2 separate regions of the Mus musculus genome follow, and region 1 is linked to region 2. Evidence: chromatin contacts called from public Hi-C data. All regions are on one chromosome and are shown on one strand. The core of a region is the stretch at or near the end of the contact, and the rest is flanking DNA. Distances in the headings are between cores, read along the strand shown. Region 1 has its middle 29 kb from the start of Nfkb1. Region 2 has its middle 15 kb from the start of Gm30992.

Evidence for each region. A called contact is a pair of places that touch in the nucleus more often than the background predicts.
Region 1: a Hi-C map of bone marrow-derived macrophages shows a contact between it and region 2, with 16 read pairs. The contact joins two enhancer-like sites. A contact is called at or near these places in 7 of 39 promoter capture datasets (the C10 cell line, the HPC-7 cell line, cranial neural crest and 4 more), 4 of 15 datasets of contacts at CTCF or cohesin (the NIH/3T3 cell line, embryonic stem cells, large pre-B cells and 1 more), 16 of 484 Hi-C or Micro-C datasets (the C10 cell line, the G1E-ER4 cell line, LSK cells and 6 more), 2 of 115 datasets of contacts at active chromatin or transcription factors (effector CD8 T cells and regulatory T cell precursor) and 3 of 9 other capture datasets (adipose tissue, embryonic stem cells and liver).

What each region holds. Positions count from the first base shown.
Region 1 is chr3:135,718,832-135,721,531 of GRCm38.p6, reverse strand. No RefSeq gene overlaps it. Among named protein-coding and RNA genes, the nearest start is that of Nfkb1, 29 kb to the right of the region's middle. Within about 2 kb of position 1,376, at least 84 of the 459 cell types and tissues checked have an H3K27ac peak or open chromatin away from gene starts, as enhancers often do. A contact at or near this core is called in bone marrow-derived macrophages, where this site is marked.
Region 2 is chr3:135,468,857-135,471,556 of GRCm38.p6, reverse strand. No RefSeq gene overlaps it. Among named protein-coding and RNA genes, the nearest start is that of Gm30992, 15 kb to the left of the region's middle. Within about 2 kb of position 1,371, at least 52 of the 459 cell types and tissues checked have an H3K27ac peak or open chromatin away from gene starts, as enhancers often do. A contact at or near this core is called in bone marrow-derived macrophages, where this site is marked.

The DNA of each region.
Region 1 (2,700 bases), core at 127-2,626, 250 kb before region 2:
TTGTTGGTTTAGAATCTTGATTTTTTTTTTTTTTGACAGAGTCTCCCTCTATATATAGGTTTGGCGAGCTGCTCTTCACCATGTGAACCAGGCTGGCCCAGAACTCACAGAGTTCTGCCTTTGCCATCCTCCACTGAGATTATAAGCGTATGCCACCACACCCAGAAGTTTGGGGGTGCTTTAAAAGTCAAGTCCACACTTTACAGTTATTAAATGTCAGATAAATTCACACTCATTGTCATTTATTGTCTCCTTAGACAAATGCACACTCATTTGGTAAGGCGCCCTTTTCTCTGACATCCCTTTTCCCTGTAATTGTCAGGCTTCCCCCAACGTCTCGACACATTTCTCTTAAGATGTACTTACCAGAGCCACAGCTGACATTACAGGTTTGTACCTAGAAGGACGTTGTAGACAGGCAGGGAGTTCCTTTTTCCCCTTTGCCTCTCTGATGATGAATGTTCTTGACCTTTGGGGCCATTGACACAGTCTTGGCTTTTCTTGGAACTCTGTCTCTGGGGTCACAATGTTATACCTCGGCACTGGCATAGAGTGGGAAGAACCTAGCTTGTAGATGGATGTCTCTGGCCCAGTCGAATCCTTGTCTATCTAATAAGCTTTGATTGTGGGAAATCCGCTTACATCTTAAGTCCTTCACCCACAATGTGGGGAAATGTTGAGCAACTCCACCCCCGATGCTGAGGAACCTACATACTGGAGTTCACAGTCTAGCTTGACTCTATGGCTCTACCTGGAACAGCTTCGCCTTTTGTGCCTTGGATCCCTCATCTGCAACTGAAAATTCAAACAGTAAAGTCTACTTTTCAAGCATCAGATGGTTGCCCGTGAAGCTATGTGAAAAGAGGAATTCTTATTCCCTGTTGGTGGTAATGTAAACTAGTTCAGTCACTATGGAAATCAGCATGGTGGTTTCTCAAACAATTAATAATAGAACTACCACATGAGGCAGCTATCCCACTCACTCATAATATCTATGCCCAGAAGACTGTAAGTCAGCATACCACAGAAATACTTGCACATTCATGTTTACTTTTGTGCTAGTCACAGCAGCAAGGACATACAAGGGCCTAGATTAGATGTCCATCCACAGATAAATATACAATGGGAAATATGGTGCTTGTATGCAGTATGATTTTTTTTTAGTCATAAAGAAAAATGAATGGAATTTGTAGGAAAATGGATGGTTCTGTAAAATATGATGTTAATCCAGGTAACAGAGTCAGAAAGACAAATATTAAGACATACTCTCTCTGATGTAGAGCCTAGTCTTTAACTTTGGTATGCTGTGTGTATATTCATGTATGTGTTTGAATATGACTATTGTCATGAAACTAGAAAGGGAACCATGAAAGGGGAAGAAGAGGGTTTAGGAAGGGAAGGAGGGTGTTAAGACACGTATGACATAAAGGTTGAAAGGGACAAGCCAGGGAGACCGAAAGTAAAACATATTATAATGAAAATGTCATAACGAATATGAATATAGTGAATATTACTTCCTATGCTAATTAAAAGAGAAGCAGAAAAAAGGTTTTCAGTAAAGTGCTTGCTGTGTCAACATGAGGATCTGAACTTGGATCCCCAGAACCTATATTATGAAAACCTACTTTAAAAGGCCAGGCATGGCAGCATACATCTGGAACACAAGTGCTGGTAGGCAGAAACCTATCATCAGCAAGCCACCCAAGCCACATTGATGAGTTCTGGAGAGAGCCTGTCTCAAAACTAAGATGGAGAAGTGATGGAGGAAGGCAGGTGGCATCAACCTGTGGCCTCCATCCATGGTCTGCATGCCCACACATGTGTACAATACACGCAAAAATAAGCATTAGCATACAAACAAAAAACAAACATTGCCCGGTGGTAAAAAGCCATCAGATGTGTTTACAGAGGAGAGCCCTCGGAGCACTTCTGGCACTGTTGGTTGTTATTACAGTACAAGGGTACTCAGAGGATGAAGTGTAGAGATCAAGAGTGTGGCTTGCTTGCTGAGCTGCTAACCAGACACTATTTTATCCGGGCACATACCTGCATGGAGCATTTACCACCTGCAAGTCACCATGCCAGGCGCAGGCATGTAGACAGTGGGAACACTGAATCATCCGTGCTAGGTCCGTTCTCATGAGAAAGGAAACAGTGAAACAGTAAATAAGTGATCAGAAAGATAACAGCAGGCTTCTGTGGGATAGATTCTGTGGGCTGGTGCTCTTCTACGCCAGGCGGCTGTGCTCCTTCAAGATAAGTCTTTGTGCTTAGGGAGCTCTCAGGCTCCAGAGCAGAACTGACTCCTCATTGAACTGCTACCTGAATAGTGTCACTATTAACTTAGAAAACCATCTAAATGATCTATAGCCGTGACATCCAGCTATGTTTGTGTAAATCCAAAGTCCAAGTCTTCACCACTTCATTCACACCCTTCTAGCAATTTCTACACACAGTGGTGAGTACCAGTTAAGACTGCTCTGGGAGGCCAGTGTGTTTTCTTTTCTTGCCGTCTCCTCTCTAAGGAGGCAGAGCTGGGCTCATCTGCAGGGGAGGATGTGGCCAAAGTGACTGTTTGCTGAAGGTGACCTGGAAGATACCTACTTTATAGACAGACAGACAGATTAGATAAATAAACAAATGAGGGAGAGATCCAGTCCCTTCCATAAATTTACACTAGATTGGTCTCAGAAAAACATT
Region 2 (2,700 bases), core at 122-2,621:
AGCCTGGTCTACAGAGTGAGTTCCAGGACAGCCAGGTCTACTACAGAGAGATACCTTGTCTTGAAAAACAAAAAATTGTGTGTGAATGTTTTCCTGCCTGTTTGTGTGCCACATAGAATTAGGGTTTGATTCCAGAAGGCATGAGATCTCTTGGGACTAGTTATATAGCCTGTTGTGTGGTGCAGGGAATCAAACCTGCTTCCCCTCCAAGAGCAGTCAAGAGTTCTTAACTGGTGAGGCTTTCCAACCCCACAACTACCCTAATCAGTACAAAGTAATACCTCATTGTGATTTTATTGCCACTTCACTGATAATGTTCAGTCTTTTCATGACTGCTGGCTATCTGTACTTTTCTTTTCTTTTCTTTTTTTTACAAATCCTTTATGTTTTTGGATCTTAGATCCAAATGTGCACAGTTTTGCTATATAATGTGGATTGACCAGAAATGCATGGTTCCTCATTTCTATTTCAAGACCTATGCTTTTTCCCTCCAATAAACCATTTTGGTTAGTGTAGTAGCTTCTGCTGAGTCGTGAAAACTCAAGTTTGAATCTTCTGCCTTTGACAGAAATAATACTGAGTCTAAATTGCTTTAAGCATATTACCTCAACACTATAAATTTAATACACAAACACAAGAGTTCCACCTTTAAAGCATAAATTTTCATTTTCAGTGTGCAACTTTTGCACACCTTTGATAACTTATTCTCAAATATTTTTTGAAGTCATTGTAATTCCTAACGTTTCACTTGTTACACTTTTTGTATCCTATAACATTAACTAGGTGGTATGTGAATTCTCTTCAAAGTTCTCATGTCAGTTAGAAAGTTTAACATCTTCCCATTTCAAATTAGAATTTCTTATGTGGATGTGTAAATGCCGTACTTGGACAAGTAGTCACTGAAGCCAGAAGTCCTCAAAGTTGGTGCTTGAGAGCGATCATCATGGTTGCTTGATCTTTGTTTTAAATTTTGTGTGGGCTCCAGAATGCTCCTAGAGCCCCGAGGGATCTTGCTATGTAAACAAAGCTGGCTTCAAATTTGTGACGGTCCCACCTCTGCCTCCCAACTGCTAAGATTTACAAGTGTGCACAACGGAGTCATTTCTTTCAGATGACAGTCTCAAAATGTTTTACAAAATTGTCAAGTTTGTAATTATTTGTACTACTAATAAAAAGTAGTCTATGCTGTGATTTCATTTACAGTACTCTAGAGCTGAGACTCAAACTGAGTCAGAATCCCCCAAGTAAGTATGGGGGCTACAAACAAGATCAATCGTAAACTTTTACAAAAACACAGCAACCAAAAGCAAGCAGTCCAGAGCCAAGCCTGCAAGAAACCTGGGTGTTTTTGGCAGAGTGCCCTCCTGAGTGAGTCACTTTGTACCTCACACTGGTTCTGTGCAACATGCACTGCATACAGCAGTCCACACAACCAGCAAGTAGTTGCTTTATAAACTTTGGTCTACTGTTCAGTTTTCTACTCTTACAGGTTACTCTAGACCACTTCTTTCTCAGACAGCACCACAGGAACCCGGGCGGGAACTTTCCTACCACGACTCAGCAGGTAATCATCAATTCAGCCTGTGCTGTTTCTCTTAAAAATTGGCTTCACTTGCCAACTGCTTTAAAAACTGCTGAGGAAATTCGGCTTGAGATTAGGGCAAACTTTCCCAAAAGTTGTGAAATGAACCTAAATAGACTTATGCTATTGTTTATCTTGTATTTATGGATATCATCTCACTGCCAATGACCTGAAATTAAAAACCTTAACGCTAAGAAAACACCGAAGATGCTTTACATCTTGTAACAATACCCAAGCAAGACTCATGCAAAAGAACAGTTAAAATGAAGTTATGTTTGCTTTGTACACATACATACTCAGAATAAAAAACGGGGGATGAGAATAAGCCCTATTGTAGAAATTAAAAGATTGTAACCATAAACTGTCATCTGTGTATAAAACTACCTAAAAATATCCAAAGCACTCAATACAAAGGTAGACAAAACCTGCCCTCCAGAATGTTGGTTAGGGTCCATTCCAGAATGGACCCTAACCAACATTAAGTATGCATTACACACAGGGCAGTAACCCCAATGCATTCCGTAGTTGATAAAATGCTCAAGAAATGCCACTCTGACATTAGAGATATACCATAAGGGAAAAAAGCCACATAGCATGTGGTGTAAAACTACCATCTGTCTACACATAGAGGAAGCCAACTATGTGTCTGCAGGACCAAGGTGAACTCAACCAGAATAGTGATGGAGGTGGGACAGAGAGATACACGTTAAAATTTATGTGATACTACAGATGCTACTGAAGAACCACGACTAGAATGAGCATGGTGGTGTATACCTTTAAGCATAGGAAGGGGCAGGTATGTCACAGAGTTTGAGGTCAGCCTGGTCTACATTAAGTGAACTCCAGGCTGTCTCAAATCAACAAAAACCATGGCATGGCACACCATTAGTCAAAACTATGCATGTGAGACTACAATTCAAAATTTTGAAATAGCACTTTATATCACATTGTTAGAATGGTTTATGGCAGAACTTAGAATAATAATTGATTAGAAAGGAAGTCAAGATGGCTGTTTTTGGATCAGTGCAACGAGTACTTACATTTGAGGCCTAAGAGGCAGTTTTGACTCCAGAGAATTTAGACAGCCAGGTATATGACAACAGGAACCCAAGTGAACA